Linked DNA regions of Mus musculus: region 1 is linked to region 2. The links are chromatin contacts, called in public Hi-C maps. All regions are on one chromosome and are shown on one strand. Each heading gives the region's core, a stretch centred on a gene start, on an enhancer-like site or on the middle of the called end of the contact. The rest is flanking DNA. Distances are from core to core; before and after follow the strand shown.

Region 1 (4,753 bases), core at 436-2,935, 81 kb before region 2:
GAGCAAATATGGTCATACAGACTTGAATGTAATTCCCCATTATATATTTTTATGTAATAAAATGGGGAGACACAGAGTTCCTCTGAATAAACTATGCTACAATTTACTTTGCCATGAGGATAGTCGATACCCATAGCAAGAGATATCATGAAACAGGCAGAACATTCTAGAAAGAAGTCTCATAGAAGTCATGAATGTTTCTTAAAATAGCACACTGTGCTTATAAGGAGGCTAAGAGAACTTGCTAAGAGTCTAAGGGGCCCTGATTGGTTACTAGCTACATGCAGACTCCAAGTTTTGCACGTTGGTGTGATAAACAACCTCCCTTCCTAGTACCAAACAGTGGCATCCGCAAAGTCCATTCCATGCAGGATTCATATCTACATGTAGGGCTATATAAGCCACAGACCACACAAGGCTGAAGGAAATAATAACAAATATCCAAATGTTTTATCTTCATATATTCATTTATTCATGGCCTCCTTTATAAATGTTATATTTTAAGTACATTTTATCTTTATCCATGTTTTTGTATTTTATGCAAAAGAACTTTTAAATATTAAAAGCTCATTTGAATTAAAATATATTGAACTTTGTTCTATGAACCAAATAAGATGAAACATTTATTTCAGGCAAGTAGTTTGGGATAGTAAACTGTCAAGTGATGAGATAAGGCAAGATATCTAGCAAGAAAAAAAATTTTTTTTCTTTTTCTAATAAGAACAAGGGCTGCCTGAGTGTTTTAAGAACCAGAACAAGAGATCCGGGTGGTGGTGGCGCATGCCTTTAATCCCAGCTCCTGGGAGCAGAGGCAGGTGGATTTCTGAGTTCAAAGCCAGCCTGGTCTACAGAGTGAGTTCCAGGACAGCTAGGGCTCTGTAGGGAAACCCTGTCTTAAAAAACCAAAGGAAGGTAGGGGCAAAAAAGAAATAGAACAAGAAAAAAAAAACAAGCATTTCAAAAATGTGTGACTCTGAGGTACAATAAAATTACAGCCTTTAGAGACCTGGAGATCCAGTATCAATACTGAAATTACCTGTTTACCATGTGTAGCAAAGTGAAAGCTTCCAGAAAGATTGTCATTTGGTAGATACCACTATACATTTATGTCCAATGTCCATGAAGTTATAAATAGAGTCCTGATATCCTAAGCAGGAGCCAAGTTGTGTCAGCATGGGGGAAAGCCTGACTGAAGCAAAGCCCTGATAATGTGCTCTCTAAAAATATGACGTGGAGACCAATGGGCACCGTCACAGTGAGCTTTAATGAATCATCATCTCACCTTTTGCATGATTCCCTTCTCATAATAATAGCGGAGAGAACGACTAAGTTTGTCATAGTTCATCGCCGGCCTGTTCTTCTGAATGCCCCAACGCCGGGCCACCTGCCACCAAAACAGAATCCTATTGTTAGTGCTGAGTCTTAAACTGGCTTACACACTTAGACACACACACACACATACACACACACAAAGAGGAGAGAGAGAGAGAGAGAGAGAGAGAGAGAGAGAGAGAGAGAGAGAGAGAGAGAGAGAGAGTTCATAAATATATGACTTCTAAACGCACCTTTCAAATCTAAGGCATAAAGAAAGAGCAACAGCAACAGCCTTCATGTTGTGAATTCCCTGTGTCCTGGTTTAAACCAGGCTTACAGTTCTCTCTTTTCAACGTCACAATAGGATCCTTTGTCACCATTGTTTTGGATAGAAATTAAATGGAAATAAGGGAATGTGTTTGCATCACGAAAGAACAGACTGTGCAATTCACCAAAATGAGGCAGATTTTCCCTTCTGCCATACACTAGCAGTCTTTTCCTTCCTGAACTTTCAGACAAAAAAAAAAGAAAAAGAAAAAGAAATCCCAGATTAGGAACTGCTTAATGATCCCTTTGTAAAGGTGTTCTATTGCATTTGTTAAAAAAAGAAAGAAAAAAAAAAAGACTCTGCTCAGATTGTATGAAGAAAGAGTGACCAGCAGCTGGCAGTGAGGCAGCAGGGGGAACAGTATGCCAATTAATAAGCTCAAGTACAAATAATTGTTGCCTAAATCAGCATCTAAGAAAACTATAGCCAACCCCAAACTGGAAAATTAAACTCATTTAGGAAACATTAATTGGATGCTAAAAATAAGGCGGAAGTGGAAAAGTCACCATGTATATGAGTCTTTTCCTTTTAAAGCAGAATGTCCACAGTGTGGCTTTCATAAAGGTCTCAGAAGGGTTTCAAATGTGACGGTCATAGAGATGGATGTGGTTAGGACAGAGCTTTCCAACAGAGCTTAAAACCACTTCTCCTTCCCAATGGCACCACTCCACTTCACCATCACGCTGGGCTGACGGAGGCATACAGAGAGAGGAGCCTGTTTCTCTCACCCCAGTGCAGTCTAGATCTCATTAAGCCTCATTCTTTGGTAGTCTGAGGAAAGATCATGCTCAGCCTGAGCAAGCCCAAAACAGAGCATGAGCCTTTGTTTCCTCAAAATTCCAAGTTATGTCCTATCAACAAAAAGAGTCCTGAGAATCATCTCTCTGCTCGTGTCTTCCCTTGGTTAGCAGCAATCTGTCACCCACACCCCACCCCACCCATCTTTAAGTAGTTTGTGTTTTCGAAATGAACAAATAATCATGTTGAATCACATGGATTGGTGTACTGTTCTGTGAGTAGTGATACGATCGAGCAGAAACAAAACTATTCGTTCAAGCCAGCAGTCAAAGGGGAGAACACATCTTAATTTTCCACAATCTTTACAGTAAATGCTCTAAGCAATAGTGAATGCAGCAGGGACAGGTGCCAAAATGAAAGGAAAGCAAGCCAGGCATGGTGAGGTGTGTTGGAAATTCCAGTACCTGGGAGCTGAATATGAGACTAAGACTATAGCAGGAGATTATGAGTTCTAGACCACCCTGGGCTATGAGACCCTGAAATGAGGAACAGAATGGAGATGAGGGATAGACTATGAAGGAAGAAAGGAAGGAAGAAAGGAGGGAAGGAGGGAAGGAGGGAAGGAGGGAGGGAGGGAGGGAGGGAGGGAGGGAGGGAGGGAGGGAGGGAGGGAAAGAAGAGGGGAGTTTTGTTTTGTTGGGGTTGTTTTCTAGGTTTTTTTTTTTTAAGTAAAATCCTTCAAAAGTGTAATGAAGGCTATCAGTTGCTCAATAGAGATACCAAGTTGTGTCCTAGCCACAAAAGCTCGCAAGTGTGAAAAATTCTGTTAAGCAACAGTTCCTGAAAAACAGCATTTACCAATTAGTCTTTATTAGAATTTGCCATTTAAGAGTTCTCTTCAAAATTAAAAGGCAATGAACTTTAAGGCACCATAGAAGTCTCTGGAGAGGGACAGAACTGCTGTGAATACCTTAAGAGAGTCTGCTTCTTATAATGCCAATAGATTCTCAGCACTATGGATTATTAGTCTGTATGTAAAGAAAGTCTGTTCTTAGACATATTTTGTGTCACAATTGGCACAAACGTAAGGTAAAAATAGACAACAATATGTGTATATAATGTAGACAAAAGGGTCTAAAATTAGCAGGAAGCCTAAATAGGTTCCAGGCAGTTAAAAAACTACATCCACTTGGTTCCCCCTAAGTACCACTAATGCCATACATACAATCACTCAAAGTTAAGGAACGGTTTTTAACATGGACTCTCAAAATGAAAAGAAGACTTTCTCATGTCTTACTTTAGATAGGAGCACACAGGGAACAGTGTCTTGGCATGCGTTTTCGCTGCCAGTGACATTAAATGAATCAGTTTAATACTTTAAGTATAACTCTATTTTATTATATTAATAAATACATTTTTTTGGTGTTAGTGTTTGAACTCAAGGCTAGCACTGCACCAGTGACCTGTATCTTCCAGCCCATCAAATTACTTTGGAAGGTCATGCTTAGCTATGGGACAGTGAGCCTGGGGTCTGACAATCTGACTGCCCTGATGTTCAACTAGCTCGAGCGTCAACAAAAGACCATGGTTGAATCTAGCAAGGGTCTTGCTATGTTAAAGAGTGTTTCTGGGAAAAATTGCCTAGGATGATTGACTAATTTGTAAGTAATATACCATTATCTCAGATACCTGAAAGAGAGAGCTGTGTTTGCTATTGGTATCCAAGCAGACAGAGCAGATAAGCATGGCAGACTCGGAATTTCAATCATTATAATTTATACTGACATGTGAAAGATGAGAAAATAAGTCCTGTGAGTTGAACAGTATGGTAGCTTCCAAATCCTCACTCATGGATTGTGGTGCTCATCACGGAAAGATTTGTTATGTAGTGGAGACTAGAGAGGACCTGTGGGGCCACACAGACTAAAATAATTCAAGAGTTCTTTCCAAAGAAGAAATCAGAAGAAACATCATGATCATTGTTTGATTATATGATTGTTAAGAATGAAGTAGGCACCAATAAGAAATAGACTATTTAACATTTTCAGGGTTTTTTTTGGCTGTGGGGGTATGTGGTATATACATATATGAGCAAGGTTGATGGCAGGTGTCTTCCTCAATCAGTCTCGACCAAGCCTTTTCAGATAAGATCTCTCATTAAACATGGAACCATGCTGATTCAGCTAGACTAGATGGCCACTGGGTCCCCAGGATCTTTCTGTGTCTGGCCCTAGTGGGCTGGGATCAACTGCTATGCTTGCACATGGCTTCCTGGGACAGAATTGAAGTCCTCATGCTTGTGCAGAGGCACATTAGTTACTGAGCTGTCTTCTCAGGCCCCTAGGGATTCCCAGATGTGGAATAAAAGCATAG
Region 2 (4,745 bases), core at 451-2,950:
AAATCCTTTAAAAGAATATAAACCTCAGATGTCACACGTTTAAAAAAAATGCATACATAACTTAAGCCTACTGGATCCTCTCTCTGAGTAGAAAAGAAAAAGTTCACAGGAGAACTCCAACACATATTGTCTGACTTTGACAGTGGAGGCTCAGGCTGAGAGTTCGGCAGGCAGTGAGGAGGGAGAGTTGCTTCCCAGAGCATGTCCTAACACTCCTGCTTATCCTCATTCTAGTTACATGTAATCTCAGCATCAAAACATTAAGCTAAAACGCTTAATGTTTTTCTTTTCTTTCTTTTTTTTTTTTTCTGAATCAACTCCAGATTAAAACAGCGAATTCCATTCTCTCAGACAGCACCCCCACCCGTAATAAGAGAAGCCAAAGGAAAACTGGGAAAAGTGAGAAAATGAGAGGGGAGGGGGAAGACCCCCCCCAAGACACCCCATGTAAACACAAAATTGTCAGCATTTGTCTCAACTTCGTTCTTTTCAATGTGGCAGATAAACCCAGCCACAAACTTTGAGTGCAGCTGTTGCTGCCCTCCGTCTCCTCTTGCACTCATCGTGGACATATTAACCAGAAGAAGAGGTCTTAAAACAAAACTATGCCTTATCCGAATCACTCAAAGGTAAGCTCATTTTGTAGATAGGGCTTCTAGAAGCAGAGTCGCCCTACAGTGGCAACAAAGCAGATAAAGTGTCTGCAGTCCCAACCCCCTGCCCCCTCCCTTCGCATCTCTCGCTCTCCCCACCCCCGTCCAAGTCAAGTTTATAAACAGCAACTTTCGAACTGATCACTCACGTTGGTGACCACGTAAGGCACTTGCTGGTCATAAAATCCATCCATTCTGCTCCTCTTCGCAAATATTAGCTCAGTGTTTTATATTTTGAGCATTTAGCTGGAGATTTCCTCGGGATCTGGACTTCTATCAACCTAGAGGGGAACAAGATGGCTTTTAGGCTTAAAAAAAAAAAAATCATGAATGAAGCTCTTGCATTTGCATAGCTAATTACCCTCGACAGCCCCATTCACAAAAATAACCCTCCCCTACGCCGCCTTCTTCACCTGGATCCAAAGAGAGCCAAGAGAGTTCACAATTTACATACTTTCGGTCGTATCAAAAATCCTAACAAGAGGCAATGTATTTATTTACACTCTGGATGCTCCCTGCTCGGTCAGTGTACCCCAGGCGGCTCTGATTCGCAAACGTGGGCAAAACTAGCAATGGCGATCAACGAGACTTGCTTTTCACCTAACGGGACTAAAGAGACGGAGCTACCTCTTTCATAAGAATAGTTTTTGCAACCCACAACCATGCAATTATCTGGAGAGACATAAAAAGTTGTTGGAAATACCCACCTGAAGGCCACGCTAGGCGAACGGCTGCAAAAAATTCCCTCCAAATTTAATAAAAACATTAATTATTGCCCAGCACTTCCCCTTGGAAGCCGAAAGCGCCTCTGACAGAGCTGAATTCGGTGGTTTTTCCTCTACTTCTCCTCCAGGGGCCTCCAATCCAAACTGATGGATCGCTGCCTCCCATTGGCTCCACGTCTCTTTCACAAGATCAGATTTCGGGCTGTCAATCAGGCAGCTTTCGGCCCCTTCCCTTGGGTCTCCTGCGCCCCTATGCCTTTGCGACCACTCTGGGAGAAGTCGCAGGGTCCGCACCCAGGAAAAGCCACCGAGGGAAACTACTTCCTTCCTAACTCGCTGTTTTTGTTAAAACCGGAGGGATACTGAAACCTAGTGTATCGAGTCAACCAGTTCTCATTCCTAGCGTTGTTTGGTCCATTATTATGTCCTTAAAGCACTGTCGTAGAGGTTGGGGTACAGATCGAGTGTCCACAATCCCTTTTCTCTACCTTTGACCCGGAGTCCACCCACCACACGCTCCAGCCTTGCTCCTCAGAAGCTTTCGGTCCAAGCTATTTTTTTTCTCCATTTTCAACACTGTAATAGGGCTTATAAGATTTTTTTTAATACATCTTCAACAAAAATGATCTCCTTTCGTCCGTTGGACATGAAAATATTGTAAGGAAAGCAAGCGGGAGAAGCTGCTTCTAAGGAGAGGTGGCGCTGGAAGAGAGGATCCGGAGGAGTACGTAGCAGAGTGGGCGAGGAAAGTATAAAAATCAGATTCATCCTGGAGAGTGCTGAGAGGGAAAAAAACCTCCAGTGGCCACAGAGGGGTGGGGGAGGACTTGGTAGTTCAGATGCCCCCCTCCCGCACCCCTCCCCCGTCCCCGCCGTTTCCGGAGCTTTTGTTATGTATACAGAGAGGCGGAGGGTGTCACTTACTGTACTTGAAGATTTCACTTCCTCCACCAAGAAGTGGGGGAAGAGCAGGGAGGGCTCGGGTTACAAGGACAATGATGGGACCTTTGGAAGCGAGAATCTCTCTGAAGCTGCCTGCCCACAGAGCTTAGTTCTGATGTGTCCCCTTTGCAGCCGCTGCCCTACCAAGAATTGGAAGCCAGGGAGGAGTGGGGCCGGGGCTTTACGGTGCTAAAAGTCACTTGAGACCCTGGCGGGGACCAGAGCTGGGGACTAAAGGACTTTTCCAGCAGCTGTTTAGCCCCGTTGAGCAATGTGCTGCAGTTCTCAATTTCTATTTGAAAGTTTCTTCCCTTAAATGGAACATGGTGGAAACATCAAAATGGGAGCGTGCGCGCCTGGTACTCCGGACCCGCCGAGAAAGAGCGTAGTTTATGACAAAACCACTCTGCGCTTCACCAAGGGAAAAGTGTAGTCTTCCAGGGCACACACAATGCTTGCCCCAAGCCTAGTCAGGGCGCCGCGCGCGTCCTCTTTGAGAGAGGACAGTATCAGAGCCCGGGCGAGGGGTGCGTTCGAACGCTACTAGACTTTGTGAGGGTGCAACCCGAAGAGGGGAGCACAGCGTGGGTAACCCGCCAGTCTGCAAACCCCAGACAAGGCGGTAACAGTTTCCAAAGCCTTTCTGTGAGGCCAGAGCGGGACAGGTATCCAGAGCAACCGGGAGAGGGCGGAGCTTCTCGAAAGGCCCCGGGAGCTTGTCCCTGAAGCCAATGAGGAACCGTGGATTTCCAGTCCATTGTTGTTTATTGCTGACCCCGCAGCGCTCCGCCAGCGGATTGGATGCTTTCGAGCAGGGGGCGTTGCCCATTCCCCCCCCCCCCCACTCCACCTTTCGGCTCCATTCACAAAATCCCAATCTCTCTGGGTCACGTGGTTGGGGGCGTGGCGGATCAAGGAGAAAAAAAATACATAACAAAGGCCCAAGTTCCTCAAACCACAAAAGTTTTTGTTGTTGTTGTTGTTGTTGTTGTTTTGCAGGTGCGCGCAGGTGTCTGTGTGTTTCTGTTTTGGCTTTCCGCCTCTGCACACTTGGTACCAATGACCGTAGAGGAGGGGAAGTACCTTTCTATCGAAGAGCAATAGAGAGAGAGGAAGTAAGTCTAGGCTAATGGAACTCTCACATTGTATAATCCCGGGGTGCCCTGACTAAGAAAAAATCCTGAAAAGGAGGGAATTGAGAGTGGAAAGAAAGCTGAGAAAGGACTAGTAACTTTTCCTTGCTCTTCAGCACGTGGTTGTGTAAATGTGTAAGCTGTCTCACTGTGTAGAAACTATTCAGCGGTCTCCTCTCAGCAGCTGTCATTTCTACTTTGGATTTATCCCCGTGTCATTTTCTCCCCAGCTTCTTTTAGTGCACGTTTTCACACATTGCCGATTTCTAGGTCCCGAAGTCCATCATCTCTAGACAAGCCTCTTCTTTTAGGATGGTCTATCATGCTGCAGACTCTCCACATTTCTCCTTTGCAGTTCTTCAGATGGACCCCCTACCTGTTAACTATTTGACTCCCACAGTAATTGAAAGTTAAGTTCTTATGTGACTAAGGACCCTTTGTCTACAACTCCTCTGAGAAGTCTAAAATGTTGAGCGAAGTATGAGCCTTTAGCAACCGGACATTTGAAGCATGCCCCTTCTCTTGGCTCCCGTTCTCTTTCTCTGTCCTCACAGTGAGATATTTCCACTCATCCTTGCTCCTGGCTTCTTAGTGAAATACTAGCTTCTAGCCTAATGCCTAGTTATGGTCTACCCTTGGCACCGAGGAGAAGAATAATACAGTAGCAGAAGGTAAGGAAAGCGTTGAGAATTTAATTTTCAGTTGTGTTACGCTTCTTAGAAATGTCCGACCACTGAAGCAGCTGCATGCGCAAGAAGAGGTGCGCAGAAGTTGCACAAAGTTTCCACCACTTTTTAAGAATGTCTTTTAAATCAGTTTAGTACATTCCAGTCCTTCTTGAATGGAAAATTTCATTTTGGCAAGATTTCAGACATAGAATAGCAGTGCAGAGGCCAAGAGGCTTTGACATTTATTTACTCGTATTTTGAAATCCCATCTGGGTTTTGAAATAAGAGCCTTGAGTCTTGAGAGAACAACACACACACACACACACACACACACACACACACACAAACCAGTCCCTTTTTTGTTGTTGTTGTTTTTAAAGTTTGGAAAGTTTTCTATCTTGCATATAAAACTATTTAAAGCTTTATAGTTCCTTTGCAACTATTTTATGAAATAAAATAATATACATTAGTGGTTTGTCTGCAGTTGATGTATGGCGTTGAAAATGCATGCTAAGTAATTGGATTTCTAAAAGTGGTTTGAGAAAAAAATACAAACTCTCGCGGATCTACTTTTTAAAAAGTGCTTAATATAGCAGGCAAAGCTTGAAGCACACAGGGGAGGGA

What was found. Hi-C and Micro-C count contacts between places; a contact is called where the count stands out from the background.
Region 1: a Hi-C map of bone marrow-derived macrophages shows a contact between it and region 2, with 3 times the contacts expected there. The contact joins the enhancer-like site here to the promoter of Etv1 in region 2. A contact is called at or near these places in 4 of 39 promoter capture datasets (3T3-L1-derived adipocytes, the C10 cell line and pre-B cells), 1 of 15 datasets of contacts at CTCF or cohesin (the NIH/3T3 cell line), 14 of 484 Hi-C or Micro-C datasets (the C10 cell line, the HPC-5 cell line, bone marrow-derived macrophages and 10 more), 5 of 115 datasets of contacts at active chromatin or transcription factors (the NIH/3T3 cell line, bone marrow-derived macrophages, embryonic stem cells and 2 more) and 4 of 9 other capture datasets (adipose tissue, liver, macrophages and 1 more).

The regions. Positions count from the first base shown.
Region 1 is chr12:38,857,918-38,862,670 of GRCm38.p6, reverse strand. Etv1 (ets variant 1) reads right to left here. Exons shown (of 13, transcript NM_007960.5): 12 at 1,283-1,384. Among named protein-coding and RNA genes, the nearest start is that of Gm34611, 47 kb to the left of the region's middle. Within about 2 kb of position 1,685, at least 32 of the 459 cell types and tissues checked have an H3K27ac peak or open chromatin away from gene starts, as enhancers often do. A contact at or near this core is called in bone marrow-derived macrophages, cortical glia and forebrain, where this site is marked.
Region 2 is chr12:38,777,037-38,781,781 of GRCm38.p6, reverse strand. Etv1 (ets variant 1) reads right to left here and starts at 1,700. Exons shown (of 13, transcript NM_007960.5): 1 at 1,361-1,700; 2 at 803-934. The coding sequence starts at 847.